Regions from separate parts of the Oryctolagus cuniculus genome. Here region 2 is linked to region 1. A link is a contact called in public Hi-C data. All regions are on one chromosome and are shown on one strand. The core of a region is the stretch at or near the end of the contact, and the rest is flanking DNA. Distances in the headings are between cores, read along the strand shown.

The links. A called contact is a pair of places that touch in the nucleus more often than the background predicts.
Region 2: a contact with region 1 is called in a Hi-C map of an unstated tissue, with 1.4 times the contacts expected there. The contact joins the enhancer-like site here to the promoter of HIF1A in region 1. A contact is called at or near these places in 2 of 6 Hi-C or Micro-C datasets (skin fibroblasts and an unstated tissue).

What each region holds. Positions count from the first base shown.
Region 1 is chr20:8,817,069-8,820,869 of mOryCun1.1, reverse strand. It overlaps HIF1A (hypoxia inducible factor 1 subunit alpha), which reads left to right and starts at 1,312. Exons shown (of 18, transcript NM_001082782.1): 1 at 1,312-1,354. The coding sequence starts at 1,320.
Region 2 is chr20:8,852,576-8,856,749 of mOryCun1.1, reverse strand. No RefSeq gene overlaps it. Among named protein-coding and RNA genes, the nearest start is that of HIF1A, 35 kb to the right of the region's middle. Within about 2 kb of position 2,804, at least 1 of the 8 cell types and tissues checked has an H3K27ac peak or open chromatin away from gene starts, as enhancers often do.

The sequences.
Region 1 (3,801 bases), core at 63-2,562:
AAGTGCTTAAGTTTTGTTCCGTAACTCGCAGTCCTGTCAGCAAACAGGCAGTGCTAGCCAGCACCGTCGTGCCCGGTTCCTTCCAACCCGGCGGGCTCTGGCCCATGCCCCGGAGGCAGCCTGGGTTCCGGACTCGGTCTACACCGCGAACGCAACTCAAGGAGACTCTTCTGAATCCACGCAAGATCGTCTTGCAAAAGCGCTAAGAAAGCACAAAGAAAAGTGTGCCTAAAGCCATTTTTCCGACCCTCCCTGAAATGCAGGTTTATATATTCTCGCTTCTGAAAGCCGTTTCTACAGTAACTTCACACCTTCCTTCCTCGGAGAGAGGCGTGCAACAACGGGTCTGTGAGGTTTTCCCTGGCATTAACTTAAACAAGTTCGCGACAGAACGCCTCAGGGGCCCCGCGGGGTCCCCCGTGCCGTGCGGCAGAGCGCGGGCAGCCTGGCAGGAAGGCCGCGCCGCAACGCGTCCGAGCGGGGAGACCCGGGGGGCTCGCGCCCAAGCCGCCAGGGCTGCGCTTTCCCACAGGGAACTCGGCTACGCCGCCTGAGGGGAGCGCGGGAGCGGGAAAACGTGATGCAACCTCGGGCCCGGGCAGCCGCCAACTCCCCTCAGCAGCGCCTCCCGCAAGCCCGCCGCCGCCGTCCCCAGCGGCAGGCGCTGGGTGCCCCCTAGTCCCGGCGCAGACGCACCCCCCAACGCCTTTCTCTCCGCCCCGGCCGCACACAGACGGGCACGTGAGCGCCGCGGCGCGTCCCAGCTGTGCCTCAGCTGAGCGCCTCCGGATTGGCTGAGAGCGACGTGGGCTGGGGTGGGCACTGGCCGCCTGCGTCGCTCGCCATTGGCTCCCGAGCAGCCCGCCTCCCCCTCAGGTGAGGCGGGCCTGCGGGGGCGCGCGCGCGCGCGCTGGGCTCGGCGGGCAGGCGAGGGGCGGGGGCGCGCGCTCCCGCCCCGCCCCTCCCCTCCCCGCGCGGCCGGGCGCGCCTCCGCCCTTGCCCGCCCCCTGCCCGCTGCCTCAGCTCCGCCGAGCGCAGAGCCGCCTCGTCTGAGGGGACGCGAGGACCGTCCTCGCTGCCGAGTGGGCCCAGCGCGTCGGGCCGGGCCGTGACAAGCAGCCTGCGCGGAGGCTCGCGCCGGACTCCGCGCTCGCCGCCCCGCTCTGCTCTGCGAGGAGCTTCCCGCCTCGCACCCCTCCCCCGCCGCCGCCCCCACCCGGACTTGCTCTGCTCTCTCCGCGTGTGCAGGGAGCCGGCGCTTAGGCCGGAGCGAGCCTGGGGGCCGCCGGCCGGGAAGGCATCGCGGAGACCGAATCGCCATGGAGGGCGCCGGCGGCGCGAACGACAAGAAAAAGTAAGCCCCTTCCCCGCCCGCCCGCCCGCCGGGCCGCGGCGCTCCCGGGGTGGGTCGCTGGGCGGGCGGGGGTCGCCCGGCCTTTTTTTTTGTTGTTTCTGCCTCCTCTCCCCTCCCCTCTCTTTCCCCCAACCTCGCCGGCCGGGCTCCCCCGCTGTCCACGTCGCCATCTTGTCGTGGGGGGTGGGAGACGCCTCGAAAGTGCTTCCAGGGGGCCGGGGGTCTGCACGCCGCCGCCGCCGCCGCCCCCAGCCGGGGCTGCGGGGGTCCTCGCGCCGCCCCCCGCGCCCGCCGCGGAGCCCCAGCCTTGCGGCGCGGCCCCGTCCGGAGGGGACTTCGCCCCAGCCTGGAAGCCGAGCCCGCAGCTCGGCGCCGCCGCTCGCACCCGGAGCTTCCGCTCCCTCCCGGTGGCGGGGAAGGCGCGGGCCGGGCGCCCCGCACGCTGGCCGCGGCTCGCCGGCGGGTGCGGGGCCCCGGCGGCCGCGGCTGGGCTGGCCCTTGCGGCGGTCCCGCCGCGGCGGGTGTCGCTGCCTTTGTGCCGTGGTGGGGGGATTGGCCGCGGCGGCCTTCGGATGCTAACTTTTTAGTTTGCACGTGCAGGTTTTGTTTTTCGTTTTGTTGTTTTAATCGGCTGGAAAAACTTGCCCAGACTTGGGAGTCGGAGTAACGGGAATTGGGGGGCACATCGCCAGGCTGTAGCGGGAACTTGGGAAGTGGAGACTTGGGATCCAGGGAGCCCAGACGATGAGCAGGAATCCGTGCCTCATTCATTCCCGAAAATATCTTGGTGAAAATGTAACGGGCGGCTTCGATTTAGGCAGACAGTGTCAGTGAGGTTGAAAAGCGAAGTAGATGACCGGAGCAAACGAAATGCAACACTAAAGTGTTGGAGGATTTTTTTTTTTTCAGAACTGTCTCGTTTTCCTGATATTTTAATATATTTGAAGGAAACCATCAGCACATATCCAGATTGTGTTGGGACTTAAAGCAAGTTTATTGAACAGCGTGAAGTGTAAGAGGGGTACATTATAGAAAGATTAAGAATGGTGGAACCCGTGGTATTTACAGTACCCCCCTCCCTATTTTCTCCACTTTGGTATTTTCACCGTTGAGGAAATTATTTTAAGGAATTGAGGATTTATATAGTAGGAGTAGTAACGTAGGCTGGCTTTACTGTTAAGTCCTTCCACTCTTATGGGAGAGATTAACTTCTCTAATCAGTATGAGCGGAAGATAAACTTGTTTATATCCTTGCTGTTTTGTAGATTCTTTATCTTGGTCCCTATTCAATAGAATGTAAAATTCTCAGTTTATATACACCGGGGAGAGAGCACTTACACAATTTAAAACATGAGCACACAAGTCTAGATTTAATTTCAAGAGTTAACCAGGAATTAATTGCAATTAATTTTGCAGAAGTGATTACAGTGTTTTTGATGAAATGAAGAGGCTGCTATATTGTAAACCAAAGGCAGATTACCTCTGTGTAGTGCCAATTTTCCGTCCTTATTATATACTGAATCATAGTTACCACAATGCATTAGGTTGTGTACCAGTCACTTCCTTTTTATATGTAATACTTTACTGATTTCTTCTTTGCTATTCTTCAGTTAATACCAGAAGCCACTGTAAAATAAGTGAGTGAATAAATTAGCAACTACTGCGCACCAGCCCCAGCGCTAAATGAATTCTTTGGTTTTCCCCATTCCCATTGTTATTTTCAAAATTTTCTCATTTGAAAACTTAACCACCTGGGATCGAATGTAGTCGTAACACTTAATATGGAGATTCTTAATATAACTGAAATTTTAAGTTAAACAGTAAATAGTGATTACTCAGCAACTTTTGGATGATGTTAATTAAAAATGCCCTTTCCTGACTAATATTTCTTCAAGTTTTTGAAAGGTAACAGATTGAGGTGGAGATTTTCTTCTTGGAATTTTCCCAGTTTTAGAGGAGGACAAGGCAGCTGAAAATCAGAATTGAAAGAAATCAGAGCAGAGTGGTGTGGTTGTAATAGATTTAACAGGGAGTTTCATGTTGATTCCTTAGTTGTAGGTGCTGGACTTACTGAGAGCACAAGGATAATAGGGGTTTTTAGATTCAAAAGGAATGGCAGGAGGTTCTGTTTTTAGGCTTCAGGTCAGGTTCCTTCAGAGTTTTCCAAAACAAATAATTACTGGAGCATTGTAGTGAAATCTCTGAGAATAAACATTTCTAAATTTTCTTTTTTAACCTTGGCCACTAAGAGTCATTTATTAGTAAACTTTTGTTGTTGCAGTTTGACTTGTTTATAACAGCAGCAGGGCTAGAGATGAAGAGTGTAGAAGCTGGAGGCCTGAATCTCTGAGTTAGAGTGCCAGCCTTTCCACTTGTGAATTGGGCAAGTCCTGAATGCGTCCATGCCTAACTTTTCCTTTTGATGATAAGAAGCAGCCATCTTAACA
Region 2 (4,174 bases), core at 1,555-4,054, 34 kb before region 1:
ACATGCAAGTTATGAAATACGAATTTTATATGCCAGAATTGCTGGAGCAGTTGCAGATATTATTTTTAAAAATCCGATGCTGTAACATCACCGAAACACAAAGCTGAGTCACAAAACCACACTTGACACATGGATCCTTTTAAAGCCTCTCACTATCAGAATAGGCCAATTAATCTATTTTAACAATTATTTATTAATTTGAGATGGTGGTGGGGTGTGAGGAGAGGGAAAGAGAGAGACAGCACATGCCCATCCACTGGTTCACTCCCCAAATGCCCTCAAAGGCCTGAGCTAGGTCAAGCTGAAGTGGGAGTCAGGGACTTAATCCAGTTCTCCCGCGTGCATGCAAGGAACTGTCACCAGCTGCCTTCCAGCGGGCACTTGAGCAAGAAGCTGAAATTGAGAGTGAAGCTGGGACTCAAACCTAGGCACTCTGAAATGGGATAGGAGTTTGCCTAGTTGCATCCTAACTGCTGCACCAAACACCAGTTCCCTGGGGATTGTTGAAACTTCCCAAGGAGGGCCAACGCTGTGGCATAGCAGGTAAAGCAGCCACGTGCAGTGCCGGCATCCCATATGGGCACCAGTTAGAGTTCCGGCTGCTCTGCTTTTGATCCAGCTCTCTGTTATGGCCTGGGAAAGCAGTAGAAGATGGTCCAAGTCCTTGGGCCCTTGCACCTGCTTGGGAGACCAGGAGGAAGCTCCTGGCTCCTGACTTCGGATCAGCCCAGCTCTAGCTGTTGTGGCCATCTGGGGAGTGAACCAGCAGATCGAAGACCTCTCACTCTCTGCCTCTCTGTAACTCTGCCTTTCAAATAAATAAGTGTTTAAAATAATAAACAAAATCTTCCCAGGAAGAGACTGTGTAGCTGTCAGACACTAAAACATGTTCTTCTCCTCTGGACTGTAGCAACATATATATGTGCATATAAAAATAAAGCTGGAAAGCAAAGAGGACTTTGGAATCCCCTAACATTGTTGGGGTATTTCAGCGGCATCCTATTAGATGTTGGAACAGCTCAAATAGGAGGGCTTTTTTTTGTATTTAATGTTCCTTTTCCCCCAGAAGAATAAAGAAGTGCATTTATAACAGTAAATAAATTGGCATTGTTCATATTGAACAGACAGGATGTCTGAACCATATGCATGAATGATTTCAGAATGACGAAGTAAGCAAATTACACATACAGCAAGTGCACTTTCAGAACAGAATGCTCAGAAGGTCCTAAAGCACATGCAGATATTAGAACAACAACAACAAAAAAAAAAAGATAAAGGAGGCTGTAGCTGGTGATGGTGAAGCTTGAATCTTTTTTGCATCTAAAATAATCTGGGGGAGGAAGCCCCCCACCCTGTGCTGTGACGCAGTAGGCTAAGCCTCTGCCTGTGGCACCGGTATCCCATATGGGTGCCAGTTCTAATCCCGGCTGCTCCACTTCCAATCCAGCTCCCTGCTGATGGCCTGGGAAAGCAGTGGAAGATGGCCCAAGTCCCTGGGCCCCTGCACTTGTGTTGGGGACCTGGAGGGAGCTCCTGGCTCCTGCCTTTGGATCGGCCTAACTCTGGCCATTGCAGCCATCTGGGGAGTGAACCAGAGGATGGAAGATCTTGCTCTCTTTCTCTCTGTCTCTCCCTCTCTCTTTCTGTAAATCTGCCTCTCAAATAAATAAATAAAAGCTTTGAAACAAAAAAATATATAGACTTTGGGGCTCTCCTGTTCTCCCCATTGTATGAGTGGGCCGATTTCTTTCCTCACCATGTCTTCTCATGAGACTTTCAGGATCTCAAGATTACTGGCCAGAGAATAAAAGCAACAGTCCCCCATTTCCCAACGGATTTGTATGAAAACCGGCAACCATTATCAGGTTGAAGAGGAGGTGTTGGAGAAGGAACAAGCCAGGCCTCTAAGGAAGTGCACAGGGGCTGTATTGAGATTACTATCATCTCACTGTATCAACCTGAAAAGTTCACCCTCTCTGGACGCTTGATCAAGTCTTACTAGAGATATGATTTTCTTTCTCTTTGTTTCTAGGTTTTGCACTAGTAGGTTGGTTCAGCAATAAATATCTGAAATGTTTTGGTGGAAAAAAAAAAACACCAAAATAGGATCAGACATTTAGTCTGGCTGTTAAAATGCCTGTTAAGATGCCCCCATCACACAGTACCTGGGTTTGAACACCAGTCCCAACTCTTGACTCCAGCTTCCTGTTAACTGTACCCTGGGGGGCAGTGGTGACAGCTCAAGTTTGTGGGTTCTTGCCACCTTAGGGGGAAACCTGGATTGAGTTCCTGGCTCCTAGCTTTGGCCCTGGCCCTGCCCCAGCTGTTTCAAGCATTTGGATAGTAAATCAGCTGGCTTCCTCATGCTCTCCCTCTCCCTCTTATAGGATGTATTTCTCTTTGTCTCTCTGCCCCTCAAATAAATAAGTAATATAACACGATACTTTGGGTTCCTTTGTGTGTGAAATGAGTCCATCCATCCCTAATGCAACAAAGAGAAACCTATGCACACAGAAGATATAGATCAGAGTCTGTCTGGGGAGATTCAACTGGGCACACTTTTAGAGGTGGTTGGCACACACTCAGTTAGACAGAAGGTAACACCACAGTGCAAAGTCATGAAGAGGATGAACAGTGATCCATCCTGCCCTGGTTGTGAGCTTCTCTGACTGTTCAGTAACGGGACTGACCTGAGAGCATGGCTCAGGTAAATGAGTCTGGTTTGCTGTTCGCTGTTCTAGGTCGTGTGGTTGTGTGGTTGGGACATGCTCACCCACTCCTGGGCTGGAGAGAGTTAAGTGAGTCACCTTGCTGAGTCATGCTAAGCTTGCTGGGCGTGTAGCATTAACGCTTTAATTAAGGTGCCCTTAGGAGGATTTCACAGCAGTGACCCACCCTCTCCATTCTTTGCTCTGTGTGTTAAGTGTCAGTGACACAGGACAGGGTTCCACACAGGATGTTATAAATATGAGCCAGCCTTGACTAGATTCTTGTTTATATTGTTAAAATTGTATTTTGTTTTCAATTAAGAGAAGGGGAACCCAATCACTTCTTGTCGATTTCCAGAGGAAAAGGCATTTTCCTAATTTTTCATTCTCTGCAAGAGCAAGGAATGGGAGAGAACAAAGGCCAAGGCTGTTTGTGAACATGTCGCCCGCATTACCGCCAGGTGTAGGAAAGGAGCAGTGTCTGTCTTTGAACAAGTTCTACTCTGTCAGAAAGTCGAAGTACAAGAAAGTCCTAACAATTATACAAACCTAGTAGGGGTACTATAGGTAATGGCCACATAATATATATTTCTCTAAAAAACAAAAGCAAAGTAGAAGAAAGGGTGTTGAATATTTTCACCATAAAGAAACATTAAATGTTGGAAGAGATAAATGTTTACCTTGATTGTCTACCACTTATGGTGTACAGGTACATGCATGCCAAAAATATGCACAACTTTTATATGTCAGCTAAAAATAAAATAAAACTCAGTCCATTTATAAAAAGAAGAAATCCATGGTTTTATAAAAAAGACCTTGAACTTGTGCAGATTTTTCGAGTTGCCCACTTTTACACTGGTAATTTCATTTGTGCCTCAACAGTTTCTTGTTGAGTCAGGATTTTTTTTTCTCTTTAGATGTGCTGATTTCTTTTAAAATGTGAATGCACCGTAATATATGTATAAGTGATTTTATCATACACGTCATTTTCATCTTTCCCCACTGTTTATAGGAAATCTACATAGGAAACTTTCTAACAGAGGTCATCTACCCACACACCCTCTCCTACCGGAAGATAGAATGTGTTCTAGAGAAAGTAGTGGCTCATACCTTATTTTAATGTTTCTAAAACAGGAAGCAGACTGAGCAGCAGGGGAAAGGGGAAGCTAATTCCTTCCCCTTTCATTTTCTCTGGGGCTGTGATGCGAAGCATGGGGGTAAAATTTTTGCAGCTCAATCACCTTGAAGAGAACATAGAATTCAAGGTATCAGAGATCAGGGTTAAAAAAAACTTTCTATGTGCTCTTTTTTTAAAATAAATTATTATTTTCTTCTCTTTAAAAAAGATGCATTTATTTTTTCTTTGGAGGCAGAGTTACAGAGAGAGGGAGAAAGAGAGAGATCTTTCATCCATATCAGATGGAAGCCAGGAGGCAGGAATTTCTTCCAGATCTCCCACGTGGGTG